Regions from separate parts of the Mus musculus genome. Here region 1 is linked to region 2. Evidence: chromatin contacts called from public Micro-C data. All regions are on one chromosome and are shown on one strand. The core of a region is the stretch at or near the end of the contact, and the rest is flanking DNA. Distances in the headings are between cores, read along the strand shown.

The links. A called contact is a pair of places that touch in the nucleus more often than the background predicts.
Region 1: a Micro-C map of trophoblast stem cells shows a contact between it and region 2, with 4 times the contacts expected there. The contact joins two enhancer-like sites. A contact is called at or near these places in 1 of 39 promoter capture datasets (cancer-associated fibroblasts), 8 of 15 datasets of contacts at CTCF or cohesin (CD8 T cells, the G1E-ER4 cell line, the NIH/3T3 cell line and 4 more), 140 of 484 Hi-C or Micro-C datasets (the 3T3-L1 cell line, 3T3-L1-derived adipocytes, the AML12 cell line and 87 more), 9 of 115 datasets of contacts at active chromatin or transcription factors (bone marrow-derived dendritic cells, embryonic basal ganglia, embryonic forebrain and 6 more) and 5 of 9 other capture datasets (adipose tissue, embryonic stem cells, embryonic trunk and 2 more).

What each region holds. Positions count from the first base shown.
Region 1 is chr5:140,679,390-140,683,768 of GRCm38.p6, reverse strand. Iqce (IQ motif containing E) reads left to right here. Exons shown (of 23, transcript NM_028833.3): 12 at 230-393; 13 at 1,312-1,367; 14 at 2,824-3,053. Among named protein-coding and RNA genes, the nearest start is that of Iqce, 21 kb to the left of the region's middle. Within about 2 kb of position 2,633, at least 7 of the 459 cell types and tissues checked have an H3K27ac peak or open chromatin away from gene starts, as enhancers often do. A contact at or near this core is called in trophoblast stem cells, where this site is marked.
Region 2 is chr5:140,543,444-140,547,567 of GRCm38.p6, reverse strand. It overlaps Gm42808 (a long non-coding RNA gene), which reads left to right. Exons shown (of 3, transcript XR_001785008.2): 2 at 1,177-1,329. Among named protein-coding and RNA genes, the nearest start is that of Gm42808, 4.2 kb to the left of the region's middle. Within about 2 kb of position 1,802, at least 3 of the 459 cell types and tissues checked have an H3K27ac peak or open chromatin away from gene starts, as enhancers often do. A contact at or near this core is called in trophoblast stem cells, where this site is marked.

The sequences.
Region 1 (4,379 bases), core at 1,384-3,883, 140 kb before region 2:
GCTTCTGTCGCTGGAGTTAGACTAATTTCATCCCTCTGGGGATCAGGGTTAGTTTCCTCTCTGATTGGTAATACTCGTGTGTGTGTGTGTGTGTGTGTGTGTGTGTGTGTGTGTGTGTGTGTATGTGTGTGTGTGAGAGCCACTCTGACCTCAGAACACGTTTCTGGGTGAGATGCTGCCAAGTCCGTCTGGAAGCATGGTCCTCAGCCTGGCCCTTGCTTCCCCCCAGGCCCATGGTGGAGAAGAAACTGGGTGTGAAGAGGCAGAAGAAGATGAGCAGTGCCCTGCTGAACCTAACACGGAGTGTGCAGGAGCTGACCGAGGAGAACCAGAGCCTGAAGGAGGACCTGGACCGCATGCTGAGCAATTCACCCACCATCTCCAAAATAAAGGGTATCTGCCTGTGGGCCACTCACAGAGGGAGGCATGAGGAGACGGGCCGCGTTCCACGGTGAAAGAAAAGGAGCCCCCCCCCCCCCCCGCTTCAAAGATGGGGAGATCTAGGCCACAAGCCTCATAGCAGACATAGCCTCTTAGCTGTGCAAAAGGATTGTCAGTCGAATGAACTGATGCTCCACAGTGGTCCAGAGTAGCCTGGAAACACAAGGAGAGCAAGCTCTGGGTCTCTTGCTTTGTTTCGCAGTACTGGGGATGAAGCCCTGGGTCTAATGTTGACTAGGGAAGTGCTCTACTGCTGAGATGCAGCCCAGGCCCTAGGACCCAGGGCTTTTTGTCTGAGCTATGGAGAGAATGGAGTTGACATGGGCAGGGCGCGGTGCGGTGCTGAGCTCTGAGGCAGGTACAGGCCATGCTGCAGCTTGCAAGATGGGCACTGGCGAAGGGGCATTCAGAAAGTTGGGCAAAGAGAGCCAGCTAGTAACGCAGCTAGTCAGCAGTGGCAGAGAGACAGGGTAAGAGCCAGGCCTTGAGGGTCCCAGGAGTGGAGAGTGAGATTAGAGTTTGGAGTTTATCGATGGGGAAAAATCATCAGGCTGCAGATGTGGCTCACCTGGGAGAGTGCTCACCTAGCGTGCATGGAGCCCCGAGTTCGAGCCCCATCACTACTTGACCCTGGCACTATAGTGCAGCATCTCAGTACCCAGGACAGAGCTCTCAGAAGCTCAGGGATCTGCCCAGTTAGGTCCAAGCTGGCCTGGCCGGCATGAGATAAGGAACCCTCAGGGCAAGCACCTGCCCCACGGGGTCTGTGGCTTGTCTGGCAGCCTGGAGAGGCTGTGGGTCCATGCCTGAGAGGAACGATCCTACTACAGTAGCCCATGGACACTGTCTTGTAAATCCTACTGCTCTTAGGTTACGGGGACTGGAGCAAGCCCCGGCTGCTGAGACGCATCGCAGAGCTAGAAAAGGTAAGTGCAGGTCTAATGTCTGATCACTCAGGGTCTACCCAGGCCAGGGAGCAGCTACTATCTGGTTCAGTGGGAGACAGAGCTGCAGCATGAGATAAGTCACTCAACACAGACGTATGGGTGCTCTGCAGACCTTACCAAGTACACACAGGAAAGACTACACTCCTTGCAGGTCTGGGCAAGATGCAGGATTGTGTCATGCACAGCCCTCATTTTATAGAGGGCCAGGCCCAGGAACCCATTACTGGGCTTCTTGTAGCAACAAGTGAACATGTATGACCATGAAGTGCCTGTGGTCTAGCCTGGTGCGTGCATATGTCTGCAAAGCCCAGACTTTTATATAATACTCACACTCTTAGCAATCTTTTCAGCTACACGGCTGACCAGGAGACCTGGGAGGCTATCGAGCATTTCCTTATCTCCCACCCCCACACCAACCCCACAGAACTGACTGATTCTGGGAAACTTGTCCATCCAGTTAAGATCTTGAGATTGTATAACAGGGATGTAACCTAAAGATACAGCTCCTACCTAGACTGTAGGTAAGGGGAAGACTTCGGCTCAGTGGTAGAGCCCCTGCCTAGAATCCCCCAGTGAGGGGCTGGGGTGTGGCTCAGTGGTAGAGCCCCTGCCTAGAATCCTCCAGTGAGGGGCTGGGGGCGTGGCTCAGTGGTAGAGCCCCTGCCTAGAATCCCCCAGTGAGGGGCTGGGGTGTGGCTCAGTGGTAGAGCCCTACCTAGAATCCCCCAGTGAGGGGCTGGGGTGTGGCTCAGTGGTAGAGCCCTACCTAGAATCCCCCAGAGAGGGGCTGGGGTGTGGCTCAGTGGTAGAGCATCTGCCTAGAATGAATCTGCTGTTGAAGGACTGCGGGTGTGACTTGGTACAGGGGCTTGCCTAGGATGGGTTCTATCCCAAGTATTGAAAGAAAAAGTTGTGAGCCAGAGTTCCCCAGTTGTGTGGCAAAGCTGTGCAAAGCCTAAGGGAGAATGTGTTAAATACAGTCACATACTGACAAAGTAGAAAGCAAAAGAAGTGTATGTTGTGGAAATACTTTATACATAAAGCACACTGGGAAATTCAGAAAACCCAGGTATATCCCTAGAGCCATTAGGCAAGGCCTGGGGAGACAGGCGTTACTTTCAGACAGAATTAGATTGGCTGAAGGTCCATCACCAGGGTTGGAAATCTCCCACATTCCAATGTCTGTATCCTCCTTGCCTGCCTACCTCCCTGGTAGCCTTTGTGGTAGTGTAGGTAGCTCTGACTCATGGCCTGCCTCTGGGCCTGGCCAGCCCTTTCCCACTTTGGGCTTTGACTGCTAGGAAGGGAATCTTTCCAGAGCAGTGGCCCTGCTGGCTCAGCCCCCACAGTGAAGCTTCTCCCATACACCAAAGATTGGCTGGCCCTGCACCTCACAAACAGAGGTCATGTTAACAAACACTTCCATTGCCTCCAGAAAGTGAGTTCCTCAGAAAGCCCAAAGCAATCGACTTCAGAGCTGGTGAATCCGAATCCCCTGGTCCGCTCCCCATCCAACATCTCAGTGCAAAAGCAGCCGAAAGGGGACCAGTCCCCAGAGGACCTGCCCAAGGTGGCCCCGTGTGAGGAACAAGAGCATCTCCAAGGAACCGTGAAGAGCCTGAGAGAGGAGCTGGGTGCACTGCAGGAGCAGCTGCTGGAGAAAGAGTGAGTGCCTGGACCCAGGCCATCCAGGGCTGAAGTGCTGGGCCCATCTGTGTGAGTTAGAGGGGGAACCTGCCTGTTATCTCAGCACTTGGAGGGGTTTGGGCAGGAAGATCATAAGTTCAAGGCCAGCCTGTGTGTCTTAGTTACTTTTAAATTGTGATAAAGCCATGATCAAGGCTGCCAGCCCTGCCCACCCTGAAACCTGTTGCAGAGGAAGGGTGTCAGGCCCTACCCCCATAGGTGCTGTTTGGGAACACTAGGCCTTGTGCCTGCCCCTCCCCCATAGCCCTTCTCCCAAATACCCCCCACCCTACCCCACCCCAGACACCCTTACTCCTCCTACCTTACCTACCTTACCCTGGCCCTGTCCATTTGAGAGCTGGTCAGGTGACGCAGGGCCTCAGGCTCTGCCCACTCATAAGCTGGTGAGGGTTGCTAAACTGGTCCCACTTGGGAGCTAACTGGCAAGGAGGGCCCCAGGTCCTGCCCACGCCAGAGCTAGCTAGGGTTGCAGGGTTTGAAGCTCAGCTGGAGAGGTTAGGAATAGAGGATCCAAGGCCCCACCCGCTGGGACGTGAGGTTGAGAAGCAGATCCCCAGCAGGCCTGGCGTGTGCCAGCGTTCCCAGCACTTGGGAGGCTGAGGCAGGATCAACTGGCAGGAGCCAGGTAAGCCTGGCTACATAGAGAAACTCAAAAATCCAAGATCCGGGGATGTAATTCAGTGGTGCGGTACGTGTCAAGTGAGAGGGCTGTAGTTCAATGGTGCAGTTCTCGCCCAGCATGTGGGCCATCCTTCAGTAATACAGTACTTGCCCAGCATATGGGTACCTTAAATTCAAGCCCTAGAAGCATGGGATGGGGGAAGGCCAGTGTAAAAGTTCAGACCTGCCAGACCCTACAAACTGTCCCTGGTTGCCTCCCGGCCTACTTTCATATGCACCGCTGAGAGTTGATGGTGGGTTCCTTGTAAAACTTAGCATTTCATGGAAAGACACTTAAGTTATGATGGTGGGCCTGAGAAATGGATCATGAGATAAAGGCACCTGCCACCAAGTCTGATGGGCCTGCCTTAGATCCTGGGACCTACCTGGTGGGAGGAGAGCCAGCTCCCACACGGTTTCCTCTGACCTCCACATATGTACCATGGCACATGTGCAAGTGTGCATGCAGATACACACAGTTTATATAAAAATAAATCACATCGGACACTCTGAAGTAGGCAACGCCTGCATTTTCTGTCACGCTGTTATCCATGCACAGTAAGACAAGACAAAACAAAAAACAGTTGTTACCTCAAAGGGGTTAGCAGTTTCTTCTGTAGCCAG
Region 2 (4,124 bases), core at 553-3,052:
AAAAGAAATCATATTTATTGCAGGCACTGCCATCTCCAGGCCTGATAAGTTTGATCCCTAGAACCCACGTTGGAAGGAGAGAACTGGGTTCCACACAAGCCACAGCATGTGGATAAAACACATATCTTCATGATTATGTGTGTATACCTGCACATATGTGTGCCCCCGTACACACATGGAGAGGCAGAGATGCCAAGGTCCACATATGAGTACACATTTTTTTTCCAGAAGATTTTTTTTTTTAAAGATTTATTTATTTATTATATGTAAGTACACTGTAGCTGATTTCAGACACACCAGAAGAGGGAGTCATATCTTTTTACGGATGGTTGTGAGCCACCATGTGGTTGCTGGGATTTGAACTCGGGACCTCCGGTAGTGCAGTCAGTGCTCTTAACCGCTGAGCCATCTCTCCAGCCCTTTCCAGAAGATTTTAACAGATTTATTTATAATTGTTCTATAGCTGAACTGTTGAAATGTGTTCACGGAAACATTTTGTTTGCATTAATGCTTTACATCTTGCATTTATATTAAAAATTCACACACAAATGAACGTGGAGAAACTGCCAATGCCTGATTCTGTCCCCTATTGTTCCACTTGCAATCAGATACTTAGGTACCTTTGACCCTATGGAAAAAATATCTAGCATTCAGAACTACTGATAACAGGAAAAAGAGAAAAAAAAAAACTTTGAGAATGAAATGTTTCCCCTCATAGTGGACTCTTAAGCACGTTCTCCGCGTGTGCGGCATGCTAGCTGGAGATCTTTTGGCATAATTGTTACACGTTTGGCATGGATAGCACACACATTGGTATCTTCAAAATGGCCAACCAGATAGGCCTCACTTGCCTCCTGCAAAGCACCAATAGCTGCACTCTGGAAGCGCAGATCTGTTTTGACGTCCTGAGCAATTTGTCGCACCAGACACTAAAAGGGGAGTTTGCGAATCAGAAGTTCAGTGGACTTATAGCGTCTGACTTCACGGAGTGCCACAGTATCAGGCCTGTAACGATGAGGTGTCTTCACCCCTCCAGTAGAGGGCGCACTCTTGTGCGCGGCTTATGTAGCCAGTTGTTTCCTGGGTGCTTTACCACCGGCGGATTCGCGCGCGGGCAGACTGCTTTGTACAAGCTATGGTATTGACACCTCCTTACTTACCCCACTTCTCCTTCAGCTGGAGCTCGGCAATTGAGAGGCAGCGTTGGCAGAGTAAGCATCTTCTTGCTTGCGGTGGTCCAGATGGGTGTCCAGAAGCCAAGAAGCAAGCATCCCTACACAGGAGAGAGAGATTAATCACGCCTGGAGTCTGTTCCTTCCGGGAAGTGGGGTGAGAAGCATCTCTATAAGGCTGGAGTTTGTGGTGAGACGCGGGGCTGTGTAAGAGAGGACACTCCCTGTGGGGCATACTGTAGCAGAGCCAGATGTGGTTGTCCCCTGTGCATCTGGATGCTGAGACCAGATCCCTCTTCTGCTGGGCCCCTCTGTCCTTTGTCCATCTGATCAGACTGATCACCTGCAGTGGCAGACACCTGCTGGCCGGAGCTGTTTTTTCAGCACCAAAGTGGCCTCCATTTTACCTGGGTATCCAAGGCACGACAGGACCTGAGATCAACCTGGCCCATTTGGCTATCCATAGAGGTTCCCCAGGACCCCAATGGACAGGAGCCAGGATGCTGGGGGACCACGAGTGCTCACAGGCAGGCGGGATCTGCTGGAATTAGGAGCCTGGGTGTGGCTGAGGCTTCCATGTGCATGCCTGGAACAGAGAGAGGCTGCAGCAGGGGCAAGAACAACAGGAATTGGAGCCGGGGAGGGGGGGTGAGTCATAGCCCCTAGGGGGACTGTTCTTGTGTTGGTTGTATTCAGAGGATACTGGAAGTCTTCTCAGGACCCTCTCCTTCGGTATTACCCTGCTTGTGACATTCTAAGCCTTCCCTCTTCTCCCTTAGCTCCATGATTGATAGAGATAAGGGATGGGGGGCAGAAAGTCCCAACCAGCACCCCAGATCTCCACCGGAAGCCGTAGAACACTACAGCTACTAGTGATGGTTTGTATATGCTCGGCCCAGGGAGAGGCACTATTTGGAAGTGTGGCCCTGTTGGAGTAGGTGTGTCACTGTGGGTGTGAGCTTTAAGACCCTCATCCTACCTGCATGAAAGCCAGTATTCTGCTAGCAGCCTTCAGATGAAGATGTAGAATTGTCAGTTCCTCCTGCACCATGCCTGCCTGGATGCTGCCATGTCCCTGCCTCGATGATAATGGACTGAACCTCTGGACCTGTAAGCCAGCCTTGATCAAGGTGTCTGTTCACAGCAGTAAAACCCTAACTAAGACACTACTGCTCACAGAAGCCCAGGGTACCACTGGCTGGCCCTCAGCAAATGGGACAGGAAGGAATGTGCCTACAAACCTCACACCCATCCAACCACCCACTTCTGCTCAGTGACATGTTCCTGCAGTTATGGCTGGTCCATGCAAGGATGCTCCTTTAGAGAGATGGCATCCATGTGGCCTCTCTGAATCACTGTGGGAAAGGGTTGTGTTTGCAGGTAACGGGGGCGGGACTCCTCCTTCTGTGTTTCGGCCCCGTGTTCCTTAGACTCTCATCTCCAGAAAAGACCCAAGAACTATTTTTCAGCTTACTGGAAAAAGAATGTGTTTTGGTTTATGGTTTCCAAACTTCCAGGCCATGTGAAGCTGCTTCTGTGTGTCTGGGTCGTGGTGGGGCAGAGCATCATGGTGGACGGACATGGTGGAGAGGGGCAAGTGGAAGAGAGGGGGAGGAAGAGAAAGAGTAGTAGTAGGGGCCAGCGAGATGGCTCAGTAGGAAAAGGAGCTTGCCACCAGTCCTGAATATCTGAGTTCAATCCCTGGGACCCATGTAGTGGAAGGACTCCCTGGCTCCTAAAAGATATCATTTTCAATTCAACCCATAACAAGCTCCATGCATGTGTGGACCTCCTCAGATAGGAAGGCTCGCACTGCAGCCCTGGCAGGGTCTGTTTTGTCAGAATCACGGCAGCCTGTTTCCTGTACGTTCTCAGATATTTCAGTGACGATTTCAGTGACTTTAATTGGAAAAATACATACTTTAGAGAAAGAGTTTTTTTTTATTTGTGTGTGTGTATGTGTGTGTGTGTGTGTGAGAGAGAGAGAGAGAGAGAGAGAGAGAGAGAGAGAGAGAGAGAGAGAGAGAGAGCAATTTTGTGTATGAGCACGGGGGCATAAATATCCTGGCCCATGTGACGGTCAGAGGGCAGCCTCGGGTATCTGAACTTGCCCTTCACCTTGCTTGTGACAGGGTCTCAGATTTTCTGCTGCACACACAGCAGAATAGGTGGCTTGTAAACTTCTAAGGATTCGCCTGTCTCTGTCTCTCTTGTCCCTTCACCCCCCTCCACCGGGTGTGCTGGATTATGCATGGAATCACAGCCAGTTTTCTGTGGGTGGCTGCTGGGGATTTGAACTCAGTTCCTCAAGTTTGTGCAGCCAGCAGTTTCTCACTGAGCCATCTCCTTGGCCCACTTTTCTTTCATTTCAGAGACAGGACCTTTGCTGACATCAGCAGCCTTTGCTGACATCAACAGTCATAGGTAGCATGGAATGGCCTTGTATTTCTAAACTTTCTGTCTCTGCCACCGCTCCTGGTTTATGTGGTCCTCTACCAACTGAGTCCCATCCTAAGCCCCTAATTAAAAAAGATTTATTCATTGTTATTTTATGTGTATGAGCGCTTTGTTTACACCTAAGTCTGTGCATTCCTTGTGTGCCTAGTGCCCAAAGAGACCAGAGACCAGTGTCAGATCCCCTGAAACTGGAGTTAGAAATGGCTGTGAGCCACCAGGTGGATTCTGGGAGCTAAACCTCAGTCTCTGCAACAGCAGCCAGTTTTCTTAACTACTGAGCCCCTCTACAGCTTCCTCTTAACCTGTCCTCTTATAAATGAGTTATGAAGAGGTTTTGCAAATATTTTGGGGAGGACACTGAGACCCTCCACTGGGGATGGGTTGCCACTCTGTGCTCTAGCTGAGTTCCTGCCAGTCTTGGGGAGAGGTAGGGAGTGGGAAGTGGGCACAGCCAGTGGCCGGATGGAGCAGAATCCAGACCTTGACAGTTCAGGG